Regions from separate parts of the Hordeum vulgare genome. Here region 1 is linked to region 2. Evidence: chromatin contacts called from public Hi-C data. All regions are on one chromosome and are shown on one strand. Each heading gives the region's core, a stretch centred on a gene start, on an enhancer-like site or on the middle of the called end of the contact. The rest is flanking DNA. Distances are from core to core; before and after follow the strand shown. Region 1 has its middle 72 kb from the start of LOC123416361. Region 2 has its middle 32 kb from the start of LOC123416345.

Region 1 (6,536 bases), core at 352-2,851, 55 kb before region 2:
CATCTACAGTCGGATCTTGCAAATCCGACCCCTAGAACGTTCGCGGACACGTGCGGTCATTGACCGAACGTGTTCCCTATTTGTCCAGCCGCGCAGGAACACTCTTTATTTTTTTTCTCATATGTCCAGTCATTTGCACGTGATTGATGAAGAGAAAAAGAGAGAATGAAAAGAATTAATAGAAAAAATGGTCCGTGGTGGACTGGTGGGATCACATCCTTTGTGGCGGACTGAACGGACGCGCCCCGGACGTGTCTGCGGGCCCTCATATCATCTCCATATTTATGATGGATATGAGGATTCACGAACAGTCCACACATATATAGACGATATGAGGAATTCAGTTGGATTAATTTTTACATTCTCTCTCATGTTCAGTCACTGACCGGGCGCGCTCGTGGACGTATGAGGGGTCATTTAAGGGGTCCGGCTGTAGATGCTCTAATCGGACGCCTCAAATGACCCTTCATACGCCCGCGAACGCGTCTGGACTGACCGGACATGAGATAAGAAGAAAAAACTAACCCCTCATATCCTCCTTATACGCCTGGGCTGTCCGTGAACCATTTTATCCATCTTACATATAGGAAGGACATGAGGGCTCGCGGACGCACCGTGTCCGTCTGGTCAGTCTGTCACGTAGGACGCGACCTTATCCCGGACCGTTGCACTAATCACGTGCAAGTGATCGAACATATGAGAAAGAAAACGAAGAATGTGACTGCACGGACGGGCAAATAAGGGCGCGTTCTCGGGTGTTTAGAGGATCATACTTGTTATTTCCGGCATTGGATGTTCTAACTTTATTTCTATTCCTCAAGGTTCAACCATAAATTACCCGGGAGAAAAAGGTTCAATCATAAAATCTAAGGCTGCTCGTAATGGAAGTATCATAGACAGTATCATACATGTCAACTAGACAATTTCGATGAGGTGACACGGAACTAAATGAAGAAAGAGAGAATTGAATATTATATCATGATACCTTATTATATTAAATAAAGTGCTACTATATGTCTTGCATTATGAACACTTGCATAGAACTCGAAGCGAGCATTACGGATCCTAGTCTATGATACCACATCGGTGAACACTTGATGCATGTGTGACTGATCTCGGTGCGAGCAAAGAAGGAGCCACGTCTACGTATCAATGCCCGAAACTGAAAGGGAATTAATGCCCGACGAGCCGACGATCGCTCAAGTTACTGTCCGGAGCCCGTGCGACCCCATGCGAACCCACGCGGGGGGCTGATGACGTTGCGGGCGTTCCTACCAGACTTTCCGTGGGCATCAACTGGCATGTGCCACCGATGGTCACCAGCCACTACGTGTGCCCATGCAACATGCGTGAAGAAGCGGAAGCCGGACCACTGTTGCGACACACGCAGGTGCCATCACGTGCTCCGCCTCCACCGGGCGACGCGGACGCCGGCTCCCGTCGACAAGTGTCCACTAAAGCGCCTCCACTGCTGAGTTCGGCCCGCGCTAGATTCCAGAGGGAGGCGTCCAAAACCAAAAAGGAGTAGAGTAGGGGAACAAGATCGATCGCATCGGTGCCGCACGTCTGATAGGTGGTAGATCACGCGAGGGCCTGTCAGCCGGATCCCAGAGGCCAGAGCACTCCATGCCAAATGCTTTCCCGTGTCCCCTTTAGCTTATGTATAAGCACTAGCCAGCTAGTTGGTGCAACAGAGCGTATAGCAGCTACTTCTTCGTTTGTCCTGAAGCAAAAATTTCTCAGGGCCTCGGGCCATACGGTGACGAGACACAGCAAAGGCCAGTGCGTGTGCCTGGGCAACGGCAAGGCTACTAGGCCTTGGGCCATGGCTGATGGCTCAGTTATGTGTGTTCCTCCTTGTCGCTGTGGCTCTTATTATGCTATATATATATATATATGTATTCACTCCGTCCGAAAATATTTATTATAGAAATGGATGTATCAAGATGTATTTTAATTTTAGATACATCAATTTTTATATGTTCGTGTAACAAATAATTCCGGACGAAGAGAAGGGAGTATATACTACTCTACTGGCTAGCTAGATTCCATATCTCCCACGCTGCGGTTGGCCACGTTGTACGGGCATGGCCTCAGGACGGGATACTGCGATTGGACACGTCGTACGGACATCACCTCGGTACAGGGCACGACCGAGCGCGTCATATCGACAGTTGGTGTTGGGAGCTCCACTTCTGTGCGCCGCTGCAGCGATATGATATGATGCAACTCTTTCTCTACAAAGAGAAAAGGATCGTGGAAGAGTCAAAGAGCGTGGCAAATCTGGATCTCGCAAAAATATCATGCTTCCCACTTTCCAAAAATAGTACGCTTCACACAATTTGATGGGTTGCCTGCCATATTCATCAATAAGTGATGATGTCGGCACATATCATTATTCATTAGGTATATATTCTCTTCGTCTGAAAATACTTGTCGTTAAAATAAATATAAATAAATGTATCTAAAACTAAAATACGTTTAGATACATTCATTTTCTTTGACATGTATTTCCAGATGGAAGGAGTACCATTTTTCCAAAGAGTTAAATACATCACGGGTGGCTTAACTTATCGATTGCGGTTAGTTTAGTGTCTAAACTTACAAATACAAAAGAGTGATACTATAACTTCTTTGCACGGTGCATATACAGTGCCCCCACACGTATACCGCCGTATGTGTTGTTTGTGTGGCGTGACAGTTGATGGTTGGCCCACATGTCAGTGGGAATAAGCGTCGAGCGAAATGCATGATGTTTTCTTGGCAGAAAACCGCACGAAGTTTAGTTAAATACTCTGTATGCTAATAATAGTGGGAAAATAAAGTATGTCTGACTTTTAGGCGAATAGAATACGTCATTGAATGGGTATCCAACATGCTATCTTCAGACCACGGGACTAACAGTAAGTATTTTATGTACAATAGTTAGTTGGAAACTTATATAGCCAACATATCGCTTTATAGTTTTCATCCTGTTCTTCTTAAGTTACTATTTCTTTTTATTATATGGAAATTTTCCCATATATAAATATGATAATTATCAATATGCGATCATTTAACTCATTTTTCTATGTTTATTATTGAGTAGTTCGAAGAATCATGTGGATTTAAATAGTTCAATGTATTTTATAAAATATTGTTTAATTTTTTTGTATCTTCATTCAGGACCACAAGCACACATAATTATTGTGTGTCTTAATTTTATTTTTTAAATATATGATTATTAAAAGCAACATCATTGTATTTTGAAAACTGTTCAATGTGTATTAATAATTATTGTGTACAAATAATATATTCTAAAAATGCGTTAAAAGATATTTGTAGAAATATAATAATTTTACACGATAGTTTTTTAATAGATGTCGTAGTTCTCCGGAATGGATGACGAATATTTTTTCAAAAACACGTTTACAATTTATTAATACACTGATAATTTTCCAAAATATGTTGATATTTTTGAAATGCACTAACATTTTTAAAGTTTATGGCATGTAATATGTTGAATAGCTCTTTATTTTTCAAATGTGAGAATTTCTTAATATTCTTCGGAACAACTATTCTTGTCGTAGTGGTTATAACACATGTGCATGTTGTGTGCCTTACTATGTTTGAATCCTGCGAGCCCACCCTTTTTTCCTATTATTATTTCATCCCACGTGTTGACATGCGGGACCCATACCTGACATGTGGAATCAATGCAGTTCGGCATATTTAGATAAAATGTGTGGGACTTTTTCAAAATTTATATTATGTATAGAGATTTTTTTTTTTGTAAAACAACCATCACGCTCATCTCAGAGCTATCAGCATGCGGGCCAATGCCACGCTGGCACGCCACGTGGGTAGTTTAATATGGATGGAGGCACCGTATTTAAACGCTCCGACAAGTTACGGCACTAGTTTCATGTATTGTATAAGTTTAGGCACTGCTTCAAACAAGTTAAGGCAAACATGATGTATTTAACTCTTTTTAAAATAATAACGAGACTCTTCGTCGATTTGCATCACAAAAGCCGACAAATAACAGACTTTTACATACATTATGCATAGTATAAATAAATAAATAAATGACCAACATGCCAGCATCTAAGCCTAAGGTCCAAATGCAGCTGCATGCAAGGAGTTTAACTTCTACTCCATCGGTTCCTAAAAATAAGTTTTTTTAAATGTTCCACTAGAAGACTATATACGGATGTATATAGATATATTTTAAAGTGTAGATTCACTTAACTTGCTTCGTATGTAGTCTCCTAGTGAAATATCTAAAAAACTTATATTTAAGAAAGGAGGGAGTAAAACTTAGAACAACCCACAAGATGCCTACATGATAGTGGTGATGAAGTGCAGGCAAATGGTGTTGGACCTCTCATAGACCAACTACAAGCACTGTTTTTAGAAAGCTAACCAAGTAGCTCATGAACTAGCAAGACTTTCTTTTAGGTCTAGCTTTTGGGATAATTTACTTTATTTCACATTTCCTAGTAAACGATATGTCTATCATTATTTTTTTAGCAAAAGAGGGGGGTTCCCATTCCAATTTCATATATAGAAATCAACCAAGTTCGAAGAGCATCCAAACTACCAAACTATAGTAGGAAATGTAAAATATCTAGCTATTACAAGGCTTAGGACGACCAAGTTCTGAGAGTCAGATTATCCAGCTAGGAATAACCATCAAGGCACCTCCCAAAATCAGATGAGAGAGGTACAAAATCATTCCAGCATCAACTGCAACACTACCAATCTACGCAAAAGAAGACCACCTGAAGGGCCACCGCCTGAAGAACTTCTATTCAAAGCAATCTGAGTACTCCAAAACGCCAGCCTTGAGCAACCCTATAGATCTCACTTGCCACCAGTTCGATTAAGTTTGCTCCTAGCGTCAGGAGCTTTGCACCAGGGTCCTTTGTGTTCAAGATAGACCAATCAAAAATCCATGAGAAGATTAGTTTGATCATACGCATAGGATCATTGATCCATTTTCTGTTGAATATAATGTCATGTCTACATTTCCACACAGCCCACAACACGGCAGGGGTACCAACTAGTATCAGTTTCTTATCATTTTTTGGAAATCTTCTTAACCATTTTCCAAAATAGTCTTTGATATGAGATGGTATGGAATTCAAATCAAAAGCACATTTTATCAAATTCCAAATCAATCTAGAGACAAAATAGGAGAAAATCAAATGATCAATACTTTCATCTTTACCACATAACACACATTCTTTATCCCCTTTCCATCCCCTCTTGAGTAAATTATCTATAGTCGGGATGCTCTTCCTGTTAACCAGCCACAAGAAATTTTTTGTATTTGCTGGAACTTTAACTTTCCACGAAAATTTCTATGGAAAACATTGTCATTGTTAATTAGATATATGTATAAGGATTTGACAGTGAAATTCTTGTCAAGGGTCAGCACCCACATTGCTTTGTCCTTGCCACCATAGATAAGTACATCTTCACATCCAGGTTTTAGGCTTTCCCACAAAGGAATAGATTCCCCATATAGGCTTCTTCTGAAAGAGAAGTTATGCCAACCTTTGTCAACAACATTTTTAACAGAAATCATGATCAGTACTAATGAAATACAAATTTGGATAAGCATGTTTTAGAGGTTTCTCCCACCTACGAGTCTTCCAAAAATTTGGTATTCCACCCATCCCCAAGATTTTTTAACACGTTGGTAGAAAATATCAACTTTTAATAGACTAGACCAAAATTGAGATTCCCAATTCCTATGAGTAATACTCCCTCCATTTTTGTATACAAGACCAGAAACCCATATTACCGGCACCAAGCTAGAAATTAATGCCTACTTAAGCCAATGTTGGAAGTTAGTCTTTTCTCCTCGCTTCACGTGTCAATTAATGTGTTTTTTTTCTCTCCAACGCACAAAAAAGGAAACTCTCTCACTCCTCGTTTGTTGATCAATGTGGTGCATTGAAACGAACCTTATCACTCCCGCATGCATGCATGGGGTATTAATGTCCTCGGTTGCTAGTACGAGGCAAACCTCCTCAATTTTACCTCGATTGGTATTAGTGGCCTTGTATAGCTGCAAATTGTAATTTTGATAGTGGCCTTGTATAAAAAAATTGGAGGGAGTACCAGATATGCATTTACCCCCAATGTATTTCCCTCTAATGGTGTCTTGCCAAAGTCCCTCTTCATTTTCTAACTTCCATGACCATTTAGGAAGGAGAACTTTGTTGAACTCATCAATGGCAATAATCCCGAGGCCCCCTTAATGTTATGGCATGCAGCAATTTTCCAATTAACTAAGTGGTATTCTTTTGTTCAATATCAGCCTGCCATACCAATCTAGCCCTGAAAAAATATGCTTTCTTCCTAAGTCCAGCTGGAAGAGGATAGAAGGACATCATATATAGGAATATTAGTTACGTAGGATTGTACCAGAGTAACTCTTTGTGCAATATTCGGTAATCTCACTTGCCAGCATGCACATCTCTTCTCAATTTTCTGAGTCATGTTTTTCCAAAAAATGTTTCTAATCCTGGTGTTAGAGACTCGAA
Region 2 (5,937 bases), core at 3,053-5,552:
AGCTGAGGTGGCGGCGGCTCCCTGAAGATCGAATAAAGTTCTCCCTGCCTATCACATGTCCAAGTGGTGGGTATCACATCGTCGGAGGGTGTGCGGAGATGTTTCTCCAACATATCTTATGAGATTTGGTCTGTGTTTGTATTCGATAGATCTTCATGAATCCGTTCTTCGTTCATCTATGTTCATGTGTCTACAAGTTGGATTCTTTCAGTCTACGCTTCTATTCATCAACGGAGGTTGCTATTCTGGTGCGTTGGTCCTTTATGGGGCCTTAGCATGATGATTTCTTGATTGTCTACTACAACAAGGTTTCGCCTGCTCTGATGAGGGAAGGGCGATGATGGCGGCACACCTTTGACTCGCTCCAGTGCTTGCAGTAGTCTCTAGATGGTCTACGGACATGGATGCATTTTTTTTACTTCTCGTGTTTTTTGTACTTCCATGATGTTGTATGAATATATCAGAGGTTTTTACCGCAAAAAATATATCACTTACCAGATAAGCCTAGCAAGGTTGTAGTCAGACAACATACCATTGATCCTTTCATTTTTTTCCCAGCATAAATTTCATTACTCATTGCTAGCCCATCCTCTTATCATCAAATTGCATTTGGTTAGTATGTCATTCTTAGGCATCAACCAAATATATCTTTTATCATTAGTGGAATTTTCAATTTCCAAATGAATTTTTACCTAACTAATACCCCTACCTTGAGGTGCAGGTACATATCCTTGACATTAAATTTGCCATTATTATTTAATGTCCTTTTCACACTATCTTTGCCTACACGTAACATAACATAATTAACAACTTGCTTAAGACCTTTCCATCGCTAAGAAGTCTTCCCTCAAAGGGTTCTCCTGGTATTTATGTAGTCCCAACATACAATTTTCACGTGTTGCATGATAATTCGTTTGAAAGTATGATGCTGTATAGTATAGGATATTCATTAGATAAGGATCTATCCCACACAAAAATATTCCTAGAAGAGGGTTTTTAGCTCCATCCCTAAGTACTCTCTAATGCATGTTCGAAAAAAAACTATTCTCGTGACTAAACAGTTTGTTGTATATCACACACATTTGTCGGTAGGGAATCGTCTCTGTTATTTTTGCTCACCACAAATAGTAATGTTGATTGAATTATATGTGTATATCAGGCACGCATCTTATTTCTGAATCGTGTCCGATGGATCAGCCATCGCACACACATCTTTTTGTTTCTAACAATTTTGTTTTTGTATTGTTTGTGGTGCATGTATCGCACATAGTTTGGTCCAAAGGTATGTGATAGATGTGTCTTCTTAGGACGATTTTGCACTAGTAGAGCATCGGCGGCATGTCCATAGCACTTTGTAGTTGTGCTTTTAGCATGCTCTTTACATCATTTCAACCCTTTCGTTTGTTTTAATTTGAATAACCTACTTTCCAAACTTTGAATTTGTAATATTTGTGAATGATGTGAACCTTGGTTATTATGTTTTGTTTTAATATGTGAGAAAATATGTAGTTAAAATGTGCTCCCTCCGTGCACAATATAGTGCATATAGAGTTTTTGAAAAATCAAACCTAACTTTCAACAAATTTCTCAAGGAAGACATTTACATCTGAAATGGCAAACATATATCATTAGATTCACTATAAGACATAGTTTCATATTTTAAATATTGGGTATTGTAGACATAAATAGTTTTTCCTATAAACTTGGTCAAAGTTTGTAAAGTTTGAATTTTCAAAAAATCTGTATGCACTATATTATGGACGGAGGGAGTATTATGTAAACTAACAGAAGAAAGATTTGGCAAAAATAATTAGGAAGTTTAGTTTATAGGATCACTTAGAAACATCACTCTTCCATCTTCCATTCAACCTCATAAGTTCTTTTTGTATCTCTTCAAAGGTCCTCGGAGGCCACCCGCTCCTAGCTAATGTGTGAACAAGCTCATTCAGTAGCCTGCCACTACTCTATTGTCTATCTTAAAATTGCTAGCTAAGCCCAGAAGACATTGGGACATACCAAAGTGAAAACTACGATCGAAAGGATAATGGAACATCTTGACCAGAGTAAGATAACAGACTACACTCCTTACCCACCTTAGTGTGGAGGGGGGTTTTATAGGTGCCGAAGAGCAGAATAGGCAGGAACTTAGAAGCACGAAACAATGGCGGGAAAAAAGTGGCAGGAAAAAATTGCGGGAAAATATTGGCGGCAAAAAATGGGGTGAAAAAAAGGTGGGAAAAACAACGGGAAAGAGAGGCGGGAAAAATTAACAAGTTCAAATTAAGATACAACTTGCTAAAATTAAGATACAACTTGCTGCAAATTTTAAGATACAACTTGTTGCGATGCGTATTTTACAATAACATAAATCTACTGAGTCCAACGTGGATATTTTCCTTTTCAATCACTAGCTTCTTCTGCTGCCTTGGCCGCATGAACCCTTTCTTTCTTTCTCTGTCTCTCAGCCTCATGGGCCTCTTGTCGCTGTCGTTGCACCTCCACTAGTCGAAGTACCTCTTCCTGGTTTTTCTTCCGCATCTCATCAATAAAACATGTCTGCTTCGCACAGTACTCTTCCACTCTCTCTCTTGCTCTGCTTTCTCCTCTGTTGCCGCCTTCTAGCGGCGCTCTTCAGCATACAAACTTTCCCATGCACGATAACCTCTTTCACGAATTTCAGTCACCGTCCAGTCCAGTATTTTCGTGTCAATCCAACGATAGTACACGCCCAGAGGCGAAGGAGATTACAACAAAAATAGAAATATAAATATCCAATCAACAATAATATCAGCAATGTGTTTATTCTTGATGACTGAAGCATACCGGAGGCTTGTTATACGGTGAACTAGCTACGGGCGGATCTTCCTAATAATAGGCGCAACATGAGAAACTTCATGCCCAACCAATTCGAAAAATCCGCCACCTCCTTCTCCTTGCAGAGATCGCCACACCAACAACGCTATACTTCCACCCCGGAGGCAAACTCATAATGACTAGCGCGTTGGTATTTTCAAGTGTGGCTGGACGGTGGACGAAGAGAGTTGCAGTGTCTCGTTTTATAGGATCAGATGACAAGTGCAATGGTGGGAAAATAGAGGCGAACGGACGAAAAATCAGGCGGAGAAATACACTACACGCATTGGATTCTAGGGCATCATGAGGAAAAATCAATGTCTTTTTTTGACAGAAAGCAACAACATCTTTCATCGAAGTGTGCGTCATTGGAATGACAGAAAGCAATAGCATCTTTCATCGAAGTGTGCATCGTCAGAATGACAAAAAGCAGCAGCATCTTTCAACGAAGTGTGCATCGTCAGAATCAGCGCCGTTAGAGGCAGCTTTCGACGCGTGCGTTGTAGACGGCAGCCGCCTGGGATAGTGGTGGCCGAGCCCACTGCCTCTGTTCATTCCGTCGGGAACCAGTGGGCGAAACGGGAACAGGATAGGCCGCCTCGCACCGTGACGGCAGGTGCCACGCGTCACCTGACGCGCCTGTCGCCAGGAGAGGGGGGCTCCAATCTCACATTTTGTGTGGCAGGTGGTCCATTCTCGCAATTACATTCGGGGACCGGTCCTTTTGAATAAAAATTCAAACAAATATACTCCGCTAAAGTATACTTAGCCATATCCTCCTCTAAATTATAGGGGTCGCTTATAGATGCATAGATGCTTTTACCATTGAGGCCCGATCTGATTTCGAATGTTGTTGGTTTAACCATGCGAATATTGTGTCCACTTTTATAACCTTAAAACAAAAGTTATATAACTATTACAAACTACTGAGTGAGTGGCAGCCGTTAAGGATCCCATATGAAGGTTCAAAACAGGTTTGCTTGTCCCCATTGTGCAAAGGTTCGTAGCTTTTCCACTGATATCAGGTATGCATGCCATTTGAATATTGTGTCCACACTTATAACCTTAAAACAAAAGTTAAGTGGCAACCGTTAAGGATCCCATATGAGATTTGCTTGTCCCTATTGCGCAAAGGTTCGTAGCTTTTCCGCTGATATCAGGTATGGATGCATGCAGCGCTACTGGTTTCTCCGTACTTCCCAATAGAGTTGTAAATGGTTAGTGTCAATGGCCACGAAGGGCAAGATTATATATCCAAGCAAATCAGTTGCATGAAGACCACAAGATCGACGGTGCGCTGCGAGTTGCAACTTGCAACAGAAAATGTCACATTCGTCGATCGAAAATTGAGCGACCGCTCAACGTCGACAGAAGCTTTTGACGAAGCACATGACCGATTAATTGGTAGTAACGCTCAGTGGGCAATCCTCTCCTATCAGTGCAAAGCGGTGGCTCAGTCGTAATGGCATACCACAGTTACTCAGGCTGTCCAAGTGTGGACTTTTCGACGGACCGATCGTCCGCTCACTCACGATCGTCGGATCGTGGCCACTCGGCATGCATTTCGACAAGTAGCTAGGCGACACAAGAACATCGATCCTGTGCACACGGGGAAACATGCTGCTCCGAATGTGCGAAAGGCCGTTTGTTGTTTGATATGGTCAACCCACTCGCAATGGCGAGCCAGAGCTAACCTAAAACATTAATTAGGAGCAATTAGCATATGGGAAGGTAAGGGAAGTTCCTTTCCTCAAAAATGATAAAATTAATCAAAAGTATAAAACATCTTAAACGTATTAAAAATTATAATGAGATTTCAAAGGCCATCAAATGATCACTATTGCCGCCATAGCAGGCCACTCCCTTACCGGAGCTGGCTTGCTCTTGACGTTGACAGCCAGAAAGTCTTTGTGGATGTCATTAAGGACCAACACCCTAGAGCCGTAGTTTTCGTCGTTGAACCGTTTTATAGATTAAAATACATGTCAAATCTCACAACTCTAACATCACCGTTGCATGACAAATTTCAAGAAAAAGCCTCATCGTCCGTCCCAAAAGACGGAGCCGGGGCGACATGTAGAGGGGAGGCAAATCTACGGGCTCGTCGATTAAGCTTGGAGGGAAGAGTTTGTTCAATCTTCCTAGGAAAACGGGAAAGGAAGCTTCCGAAAGGGATTGCTTTCTTTCAGTGGTAAAACCAGAAGTTGACGCCCCATGAACTACAACGGATCCATCAACTTTCGACGCGCCGTCGGTTGTGCAGCCACTCAGACTGTAACAGCGGTCTTAGCAACTTTAGCACGTAGAAGAAGTACTGATGACTACTAAGGTTGATTATATTTTACTGTAAAGGCCCAAAAGCTTTTCACATACCATTTCATTCTGAACTTTCAGTCACTATCCGGCATCATCCCCAGCAAATCGTATGCTCGGTGCAGCTAGGCAGCTAGCCAACATATAGGTGAAAAACGTGTGCAGGCCAACCAGAATCGCGAGTCCATAAGCGCAAAAGGGCCGTAAACTTTGCTGCGCCATGGCGACTAGTGGTGGTTGTAGTGGACATTAGGATGTTCTCGCTCGCTTCGCCGCTCGTCCTGCATCCAAAAGGATCGAGAGAAAGCTTCAACTGTCACGACGCGCCTAGGAGCTATATATAAGTACACCTGTCCGTGGACAGATCAGATACACGTACCGATATACCACCTCCAGCACACTGACACGCACGCGGTAGATCAGCTCGCTAGCTGCCGTATATTTGAGCTTCCAAGTAGAGTACCAGAAAAAGATGGCGGCTGCTCGCGTCGGCATTGTGGTCCTGGTGGTCATGCTCGTCTGCGCGCAGCTCGTCGCCGTCCCGGAAGCTCGTCTGATCCAACACCCGGCGGTTGCACACGCCGCCGCCAGCAGCAAACCGGTTGGCGTCCGGCCGTCCAAGTGGAACGTGCGGAGGACGCTCGGCGGATTGAAGAGGACGGTTCCCGGAGGCCCAGACCCACAGCACCATTACTAACGACTAGCTGGGTTCGGCTTCAACTGCATGGATTGGTCTACCATGGCATTATCTTATGAGGTTTTAGTCCTCGT

What was found. Hi-C and Micro-C count contacts between places; a contact is called where the count stands out from the background.
Region 1: a Hi-C map of leaf shows a contact between it and region 2, with 3 times the contacts expected there. The contact joins two enhancer-like sites. A contact is called at or near these places in 3 of 6 Hi-C or Micro-C datasets (leaf and seedling).

Annotation. Positions count from the first base shown.
Region 1 is chr1H:478,897,551-478,904,086 of MorexV3_pseudomolecules_assembly, reverse strand. No RefSeq gene overlaps it. Among protein-coding and RNA genes, the nearest start is that of LOC123416361, 72 kb to the left of the region's middle. Within about 2 kb of position 1,601, at least 3 of the 3 cell types and tissues checked have open chromatin away from gene starts, as enhancers often do. A contact at or near this core is called in leaf, where this site is marked.
Region 2 is chr1H:478,846,291-478,852,227 of MorexV3_pseudomolecules_assembly, reverse strand. No RefSeq gene overlaps it. Among protein-coding and RNA genes, the nearest start is that of LOC123416345, 32 kb to the right of the region's middle. Within about 2 kb of position 4,302, at least 1 of the 3 cell types and tissues checked has open chromatin away from gene starts, as enhancers often do. A contact at or near this core is called in leaf, where this site is marked.